2 separate regions of the Oryctolagus cuniculus genome follow, and region 2 is linked to region 1. Evidence: chromatin contacts called from public Hi-C data. All regions are on one chromosome and are shown on one strand. Each heading gives the region's core, a stretch centred on a gene start, on an enhancer-like site or on the middle of the called end of the contact. The rest is flanking DNA. Distances are from core to core; before and after follow the strand shown.

Evidence for each region. A called contact is a pair of places that touch in the nucleus more often than the background predicts.
Region 2: a contact with region 1 is called in a Hi-C map of liver, with 8 times the contacts expected there. The contact joins two enhancer-like sites. A contact is called at or near these places in 3 of 6 Hi-C or Micro-C datasets (ear pinna, liver and an unstated tissue).

The regions. Positions count from the first base shown.
Region 1 is chr7:72,435,445-72,440,626 of mOryCun1.1, forward strand. No RefSeq gene overlaps it. Among named protein-coding and RNA genes, the nearest start is that of MIR137, 15 kb to the right of the region's middle. Within about 2 kb of position 3,202, at least 2 of the 8 cell types and tissues checked have an H3K27ac peak or open chromatin away from gene starts, as enhancers often do.
Region 2 is chr7:73,725,605-73,730,786 of mOryCun1.1, forward strand. All of the region lies in intron 1 of LOC138850408 (a long non-coding RNA gene), which reads right to left. Among named protein-coding and RNA genes, the nearest start is that of PTBP2, 230 kb to the right of the region's middle. Within about 2 kb of position 2,302, at least 2 of the 8 cell types and tissues checked have an H3K27ac peak or open chromatin away from gene starts, as enhancers often do.

The sequences.
Region 1 (5,182 bases), core at 1,952-4,451:
CACAGGTGCAGGGGCCCAAGGACTTGGGCCATCTTCCACTGCTATCAGAGGCCACAGCAGAGAGCTGGATTAAAGGAGGAGGAGCAACCGGGACTAGAATCGGTACCTATATATGGGATGCCGGCACCGCAGGCGGGGGGATTAACCTAGTGTGCCACAGCGCCAGCCCCAGTAGATCTTTTTTTAAAAAAATCAAAAATGAATAAAATATATATTCATTTTTCAAATGTACCTAACAGCTAAATGTAAGTAACAGAAGCATGCACCTAACGTCTACAATGCAGACAATACAGCAGACACTTACAGCTATAAAACAGGTAAGGTCAAGTCGGCCGGCACTGTGGCATGGTAGGCTAAGCCTCCATGGGCAGCGCCTGCATCCCATATGGGCACTAGTTCATGTCCTAGCTGTTCCTCTTCCAATCTAGCTCTCTGCTATGGTCTGGGAAAGCAGTAGAGGGCGGCCCAGGTGCTTGGGCCCCTGCACCTGCATGAAAGACCTGGAAGAAGCTCCTGGCTCCTGCCTTCAGATTGGCCCAGCTCTGGCCATTGCAGCTATTTGGGGAGTGAACCAGCAAATGGAAGACCTCTCTCTGCCTCTCCCTCTCTCTGTCTGTAATTCTACCTATCAAGTAAATACATTTTAAAAAATCTAAAAAAGGGGGGACAGTGTTGTGGCATAGCAGGTAAAGCCGCCGCCTTAAGTTGTGGCATCCCATATGGGCGCTGGTTCAAGTCCCAGCTGCTCCACTTCCAATCCAGCTCTCTGCTATGGCCTGGGAAAGCAGTGGAAGATGGCTCAAGTCCTTGGGCCCCTGCACCACTGTGGGAGGCCAGGAAGAAGCTCCTAGCTCCTGGCTCCTGGCTTCAGATTGGTGCAGCTCCAGCTCTGCGTGACAGTCAACTGAGGAGTGAACCAGTGGATGGAAGACCTCTCTCTCTCTCTCTCTCTCTGTCTTTCAACCTCTCCTTCTTTTTCTATGTGTAACTCTAACTTTCAAATAAATAAATAATTTTTAAAAATGAGGTCTAAAATATGCCCTTATATCAGAGGAACAAGTGCAGTGCCTTATATTACAGAGGAGACAGTGCTTCAAGCATTCCAGAGGATGCTCAAGAACAGTAACGGAACTAGCTTAGCAGGCAAGGTGACATTTGCAATACGCTTGCAATGAACTTTTGCTTTACACATTTATCCTTACGGGGCACCCCAACATCCTCTAGAGCAGTCAAATGGCTGGCACGCTATAACGTCGATAGAAGAATCAGCCCAAAGACAGACCACACTTAATATACAAGTGAATGCTGAACAAAGGAATCAAGTGTTTTCTAAATAGCCAGAAATGGTATCACATGGATTAATCATAGAGACTGATAAATAGCTCAGTTACTGATGTTTTTCCATCTGAGTACTTAGATATAAAATCAGCTCAGCCCAAAGGTTTCTGCAAGCTCCTGAAATATTCTCGACAAGCCTGGCCAGGATATCCACTTTGTCCTATGCTTCTTGGTCCCTTTCCACTCACAGGGATGAAGACGGTGTACTACATCAATAATCATGACTTTATTGGCAGCAAATGTGATTTTCTAGGTCTTCTGGAAAGTATTGTACATTTAGTTGTTTTGTTTACATGATTTCAATTTGAAACCAACCTTTGAATAAATCTCCTTTGGCTGAATTGCTTTTAGTTTAGGCCTCATTTGATTTAGGCAGAAAAAGAAAAATCATGTACTGCAAGAGTGAGTCAAATTTCCTGCACAGAAAAGTGCAAATGTCCTCCCATTTTTCCTGAGGATTAACTGGCAAAATGTAACAAACCCTGGATCATGATTAGGGACATTTGAGTTATAGTTTCTGCCTCATTCATTCATTCAATAACTATTTATTGAGCTTTCTGTGCACAAAGCACTGTCCTAGGTGTTGACTTTGGAGGAGGGAGGAATCCAACTTATCCAACATAGTCAAAAATTCAGAATTATTTGAGGACCAGTGTGGAGAATGTGTGAAACAACAGTGAGTATAGTGCATGCGGTGAGGGACGGGACTTTGCTGTACTGGGCACCCTATGCCCCAGCTAAAGGGTATCCAAATTCCATTTGTTGAGATAAAATAGAAAACATATTTTGGGGTTGTATTTGCAGGGCTTCCAACTGTCTTTCTTGAACCATATGATTCCTAGGACATTCTGCACATTCCTTTATACTCTAAAATGAATGAATGGATGGGGCAGGCATTTGGTACAGCATTGAAGTCACCATTTGGAACACCCCCCATCCTTCATCAGAATGCCTGATTTGATTCCCGGCCACTCCACTCCTGAAACAGCTTCCTGCTAATATGTATCCCGGGAGGCAGCAGAAGATGGCTCAAGTCCTTGGGCTCCCTGCCACCCATGTGGGAGACCAGGATTGAGTTCCAGGCTTATTTCATAAAATATTCTGTTTACCTTTTTGGAAACCAATATATAAAATATCTTAGGAGCACATTATGTAAATATAATATTAAAATTACTCTAGAAGGAGTCATATATCACTTGGAAAAATTATTACACATAAGACGGTCCCATGAAGGGTTAAACCAACGCTTTATCTTACATAAGCAAGTCTGGTGAAAATCTAGTGGCACAAGGATCAATTTCAAACTTTTGAGTCCTTTTTTTTAAGATGGAAAATCTTACGTTTATAGTTCAGGCACATTTTACACATGAGTGAAAGTTCCAATCAATATTTCTGAAACTTGTTGGATGTCATAGATTTTCGTTATAGTTGGGAAATTGTATCCAGTTAAATTGTGAAATATTTAAGCAAGGAGACAGAAATTGTGCTGTTATAAAAGCAAATAATGTTTTCTAAACTTTGTAACTAATGAAAGTCCCTAATCTTTGATCTTATTTAAAACTAGGGAAATTAATTTTGTCATTCTAAGTCCTATTTAAAAAACACATTCACTATTAACATCCTGTTCATTTCCTTGAAATCAAGAACAGACATTCTATATTTTAGGAGTAAAACCTTATTTTAATCAGCAAACACCTATCATTGCATCAAAAATCTGGTAAATGCCTATTTTAAACAAAACCACATTTGCAAAAAAGTACACTTTTATAATTTATTCTGGTTCTTTAATGCTTCCTAGAATGAGGCATTTTATTCTTTCGAGTTGAAGCTTTTTTCTGATGACAGCAGCTGTTCTGCCTCTCCTACACCCATATCCATACCAGTCATCTCTGTGCCTCAAAGCAATTCCTTACATGAGTAGTATCTCTTCAACATGATAGCTGCCTGAACCTTAAAACCACACACTCACAGTGCAAAGATAATCCCTCATTTTTACAAAGAAATATTTCAGAAGTGCCCTAATACTGAGAAATACCTTACCTCACCCTGGATTTTACTTAACTATTATTCTGAGGTGCATCTTTTCAAAACAGGAAACATTTCTCCTTTGGCAATGTTCTAAGCAAATGACTTTATCTCAATTATACAAACCATAAATAAACAGAAATAAAAGAGATTAATGAGCACCAGTACAACTGAGTGACAGTCATTAACTACATTTCTGCTTTATTGGGAAACCTCTCTGTGACTTTTGTTCCATTAAGACTGTATCCTAATTATCTCAGTTTCTTTCTGCCATTAATAATCTTATTTTCTTAGAAATAGTACTGATGGATGGGCTTTAAACTGTACTTTCACAAGCGAGGCAGAGTACAATCAAGAAAAGGGTTCCCATGTATAGTTTGTGGGAATACATTTGAAATGGTCATATTTCCTAAATGATCTTGCAAATCAGACTTCAGCCAAATGTAGTACTCCATTATAAGGGACAGGGGGGAAAATTGAATGTTGGAGTTCAAATTCATATAATAATTAGAAGGGACATTTATTTCAAAATGTGGAGAACTTGACAGTAAGAAAATGACAGAAATTCAGCTCCACAGTGAATTATAAATGTCAAATTACTGGTACGCCTGTAAAAAAGTATGTAGCTATTAGAAACCAGACTCTGCATTCATGTGCAGTGCTTCTGCCTTTATCAGCTCCTTATATTCCTCTAAGGTGTTCTGTCACTCACTGTCAAATTTCCAGTGTAAGATTATAAGACATATGTCAGATCAGTGTCCAAAGCTTTCTAGGTTCTGGACACACCAATGCAGTCCCATATTTTACACAATATTAGGTATATTAAATGGGAAAACCTGCTCAGTTATTAGAAGTCAGTTACAGAGTGTACTCTAGCATGTGATATCATCTACTCTGCGGAATGCAAAGTGCAGGGGAGGGGGAGCAGTGTGCTTCTATATTGTGTGTGGACTCTTGATGCTGTCAGAGTGTCAGCAGGATGAACAATGAAAAGGATGTTAACTAAATTTTGATGTGCAAGAACATGTGTTTAATTTGCAAGATGCTTTGTTTAATTAAAAGGTAAATACCATTTACAATTCCTCTTGCAGACAAATTTAGAGCAGCAACAACACCTACAGAGTGTTTAAATTGCCGGCAGAATTTCTTGGATGCATTTGATCAATTAAAAGGTACGTATCTGGGGAGAAATAATTATTTTTTCCATTTGTTTTCAAATAGAAATGGCTTTATTTTCTATAAACAGATTATTCCTAGATTTCAATTCCGAGCTAAATATGGATTGAAAGATCCAAAAACTATATTGTTATCTACATAGAGGACAACAAACTGACATCTAAGAGCGTCTCTCGTCACTCAACCTCCGCCTCAAAGGAGATTTTTCTTTCCCTCCTAATCGTCTGCCTTTCTTTCTATAGAGTTGGATCCAAAAGCAATGTGGTTCACACAGACCTTTTCACCCCTCCAGAAAGATAACCTCAGTCACATCACTTGGGTGCTCCAATATAATTGTTCCATAAGCTCACTCCAATCTTAAGAGAGATCAAAAAATCTCGGATCTCATGTTTTCCTTTATTTAAGCTTTGCTCCTTTTGTCAGTGGGCATGCAACAGGAGCATGCTCTTCCTTCTGCTGCTGGCCTAAGGCAGAAAAAGCAAAGCAGTTCAAGACTTTACTTGCAACTTCTAATCTCAATAATGCAAGTCGTAGAGATAACAATAAACCATTTTGTGTGATTCAACATTTCCTGTAGTTGTCCTTCAGTTTCAGTTAGTCTGAGAAGCAAGAAATACACAAGTGACTCTCCCTGGGATCCAAC
Region 2 (5,182 bases), core at 1,052-3,551, 1.3 Mb after region 1:
TATTGTCTGCCTTTGGTAGAGTTAGTGGGACTTCAAATAGAACAATTAAATATCAGTTGTGGAAAGCAGAGAGAAGCCTGGAGGCTGACATTGCTCTTCAAAGAAGCGTGGCAGAGAATCAAGCTCCATACCAAGTTCTTGCCTAGACACCTCTCTACCCTTCCCGAGTTAAATCACCTCTGTATGCCTGACTTCCAAGTTGACCCCTCTATTCTGAAACCAAGTTTCAGGAGCTCTGCACAAAGCAGCGGCAACAAAACAGAATTCCTGGTATCAAGTCCTCTGAGTCTATACTCCTGATAATACATAAAGGCAAGTGAAGTTAGTTTTAAATAAAATCTAGTATAAATAAATCATCAACAGGGGATGGCTGACTTGGGGGTTCTGTGATGGGAACAGTCAGCAAACATATTGTCTTATTCTGTTTGGCAAGATCCCTCAAACTTTGCTTTGTAGTGAAATCTATGTAAATTGAGAAATCCTTCTTTGTCCCTTAGCCTGACTCTTGGAATAACCGTCCCACTTGTTTGGTTCACAGCCCAAAATATTATTCTGATTTTCCAGGCCCTAGGAGTACTTCTGTGGCACACTGAGTTCCTATCCTGGCAATTTCCAAACTTGGCTTCAGAAATCTGAAAAAAATCCATGTTCATAAGATTTGAGTAAGTTTCTTTATCAGGCTCATTATTCTGAGACCAGTGAGACCAGTGCACCTGCAAAGGGCTGTCTTATATCCTATGTCTGTTTATGCATTCACTCTCCCAGTGAGCTTATTTATTTGATGCATATGTGAGGTCTTCAGAACGTTCATGGCAAATACATATTATGAAAAAACTAATCATGTATAAAACCAAGCATGAATTTTAAAGTTTGTACCAAAATAGACTTGTTTTTAATTCCATTTTCCATGAACGTTTTTATGTTCCTGCCCACATAGCACCTTAAAATCATCAGAGTACACTTTACATGTATTTGACATGTTTTCTTCCAAAACAAAACAAGCACCTTGATGAGTAGCTGTGTGTGTTACCTATTGTGGAACAGCCAACAAGGGGCACCACTGGAGGCGATCAAAATATGTGGATGAATTTGCTAATTGATTACAGTGAGTCCAGGATCCTGAAACAACAGAATGAGTCCACAGATTCGTGGTTTTTCTCCATCTCTGTTGATACACAAAGTTAAATGGATCAGAAAGGCTATCTGGGTCTTGACAATGTCCTGAACCAGGACACTTGAGTCTGCTTCAAATTCAATTAAACTCAACACAAGGAAATGCCAGACAGAGAACAAAGCCAAATGGCCAAAGGAGGTTTGTTTTAATTTCATTTTTAAGCCTCAAATCAAATCAGGTCATGCTGATTGAGTACCTACTATGCACAAAAGTGTACACAAACAAATAGATGCCTGAGGAGGCTATCATCTCTTTACCCAAACACCTTTCAGAGTCAAGCAATGGACTTAGAACAATGCACCATGTTCCATGCATGCCTTAAATTTTTGGAACAAATTAAACCAGCACTGGAACTCAGAAGTGAAAGAGTTTGATCTGATACACCAGACTTATGAGCGCACTTCAAAAAGTCCATGGGAAAAATAGAATTAAGGATACGTGTATTTGAATTCCACGCATGGTTTGTTCATAATATGCACTTCCCATAAACCTTTTGAAGACTCCTTGTATTTAATCTTTGCCGTCTTTATGAGCCTGTGTCACACCCTGTGCTGTCGACAATGTGACTGGAGTTGCAGCAGCTAACTTACGGCCTGAAGACACAAGCCGAGGAGCAATTCAGTGCACTGTGAGGACATCAGGGCCTGAAGATGACAGCTAGTGTTCAGTCCTGAGGACATCTTTAAACCCTGGAGCTTCCCTACCCTGTGGCTTCTTATTGTGCAAGATATTGTGTGTGTGTCTGTGTGTGTGTGTGTATGTGTGTTCAAGCCCTTGTCTTGAACACAAAGAATGGAATAGAAAACAAAATGTCTCCTATCTATTGTGTTTTTTTTCTCTTCTGCCTGAAGTTAAAGAGAAATTATGCAAATCCATTTATAGAATATTTTAGAGGAAAGTGGGAAGACAGTGTGAAGATCATTGAGATAAATATGCAAGGAAACTATAGAAAAAACTTCCCATTATTGTCTTCATTCTCACACCACTAAAGCACGAAAGCCCCTTCTTTTGCTCTCCTCCCAACAGCCCTCCTTCCCTCAGATCTGTGTGGTGTCAGTGCCTGCCTGGTGTCAGGAAGGCAGTGCTGCGAGTCCCTTCTGAGCTAAGACAGCGGGGAAGAGGAGAGCTGTGTGCTGTCAGTTACACTGGCTAGTGAGGAATTAGCAGGTTAGCTGTTTCACTCACAATCCTGGAACCCTGTAGCTATTCACCCTGTTTATGTAACAGATGCTAAAAAGAAAAGAGATGTCAGCTTGGAAAGCAGAAACCCATACTAACCAACTCTGAAGTGAGAACTCTAATGAAAGCCAAAAATAACAAAGTTCTCTTCTCTGTGACAAGAATGGGGTATTAAAAATTCAGGCAACCTGAAACAATCCATTCAAAATGGCATAAATCTTCCTACATCATTTTACCATATTCGTGAATGCAACTTTTTCTGCACTAACCCAGGCATGATTATGATAGAAAGCAAAATGGACATTGTCTATAAACCAAGGAGAAGAAAATACCAGCAACGTCCAAAACTCTCATTGATTGGCCAGTATTGTCTTCTAGAGTTTCAGTGAAAACCATAGAAGGTATCATTTTATAGTCAAATATGTCATTTCAGTAAACACAATTTACATTCATGCTTTTTTCTATCACCACATGTATTCATAAGGTTTAGGTCTTAGGAAAAAAAAACAGAGAATGACAAAGATCTGAGGTTAAGCACATGTCTTTATAGACACAACAGTTATAAATAATTCATGTGAATTCGCCTGTATGTTTTCTTTTCAATAAGAATATACTCATAACTCATTTTTAAACAACCTACATTAAATAATAATCATTTAGGTTGTTAATTTATAAATATATTGCAAGGAACCCATTCTTGTGAATGATCTGGGGATATTGATAGATTTTGTTGGTGAGTGTACTCAGAAACAGGATATATAAAGTTCCATTGCACCATTTTTTTGCATATTCAGGTACAGAGAAATAACAAGGACCAAATTCCTTGAGTTAAATTTTTAAATGATATATTGGTAATGTTTTTGAAATATTTGTCACTCTCCAAGAAGGTGAGCTCAATCAATACATAGCTGGTTGCCAAATTAACATAATTATTTGAAAATGTAGATGATGGCTACTGAAATAAAATTGAAATATACAGATAGATATTTAAAATATTTGGAATGCGCTTGTGAAATCAAGGTTTGTTCAACCTTGAGTACCCCAGTAGAAAGTCCTATTAGGGCAGCAAGACCATGGGTGTTCAATGTTCTGAAGCACCTCTGCCAGTCACCCATAGAGCACAGGTGTTGAGAGCCAATAGCCTTCTGCTTTGGAGTCCCAATTAATGAGCACAAGTATTCATGTGCTAATATTCAAGGATGTTCATTTTATTCAAAAATATGAAAAAAGCTGGGATTTATTTTAATAGACCTTTTTTGGACACTGAGAAAGTACATTGACCTGCATATTGGTATTTTCTTTGAGGAATTGGAAATGTTCACTGGGGCAGAGGTTATGTTGTGATAACAACAACAACAAATATAGGAACTGGTACTTATTATTGTGATATATTGAAAATATGGTTATTCATCACAGGAAATACCAGAATGTGTGGATTGGTGTGCACTGGTTGCTAGTGCCCTCTGCTGGACAGAACAAGCATTTCATGTACCCGGAGGGCTATGCCTGAGCTGTCTCCCTTGTTACCAGCAGTAACGTTGCACTCAAATTTCTTCCATCTCAGATGCTGTTGTTGTGGAACACAGCACTTTCCTGAGGAAGAAAAGTACCCTTCAAAACTAAAGGCAAGATACAGAGAGTCATCCCCACCATGCAATTATATTAGGAATGCTGTTTTTCCATTTGCATATCCTCTGATAGTTTTCCCTTCACACACCCTCCCTGCCTTCTTTCTTCCTTTAACTATATAATTAAATTCCTTACACCTATATTAATTTCATGGGAACTCTTCTTTTTCCTTTGTCTTTCTCTATCTTGGGTAAATTATCTTCAAGGTCTACTTTTGAAGTCATACATTGTGTATGCTTGAGTTTTAAAATGCATCAGTATAGTGCCATTTCAAACCTTGGCAGTACTCATGACATTGCTCACCTCGAAAGGTTCTAGTTTATCATAAATGATCAGTAGCCAAGAGTGTGAAATCAAAGCTAGAGAAACATGAAAGACCTCCCCCTGGTGTCCAGTCCTTTATGACCAGTTCGGGCCAGCAGTCCAACAGTAGGAAACACAGCAGTGTAGGTGTGCAGAGGCTCGTGTGAGCAGTTCACTGTCGTTCACACCCCCTGAGTTTGATGGTTGAATGGAAGGTTCAAAAGTATTTCTTCAACTCAAAGCAAAAACTAGCCTGAAAACATAAATTGGCCCAATTGGGCTTCAAACTTGACCCAAATGTACAAAAAGGCATCCATAAACTTCAGGGAAGCTGATTCAACCTTTTAGTTTGTTAAGAAGCCCAGAAGAGAGGTCTTTATAGTTTTCAAAGGCTTGCACCTTACCTCATCAATGAAGTGTGCTGTTAATAAAGCTGCTACCCCACACAGAGGGGCACCAACCCACTGTGCCTCAGAAGTCCCCAAATGTTCTGGCATGGCACCAACCTCTTTTTTAGGCTAAATTTATACTTTTTCCAGTCAAAGTGTGATGAGCAGAGTATCAGGCACTTCAGTTAGACAAATGGCTAGTGCTGGAAATAATAGCAAAAGAAACTTAAGAGATATGACTAGAGATATGACAGAAACCGAAAATGGTAGGGTATTGTGCCATTACCTGGTTTATAATAATGCTTTCAAAACTTACAACACAAACACAAAAATATCTCATATTTGCTTTGTGGTTTTCTTGAATATATTTCAGAATTGAAAACTGGCTCACTGACCTACAATATCTACTAAATGGTCTCTTAAGTGTCAGTACCTGCAATGTCATTTGCTTCCTATAATTAGCCAACATGCCTCAGCTTTTCGAATATAACATCCTTTGTTTCCAGGG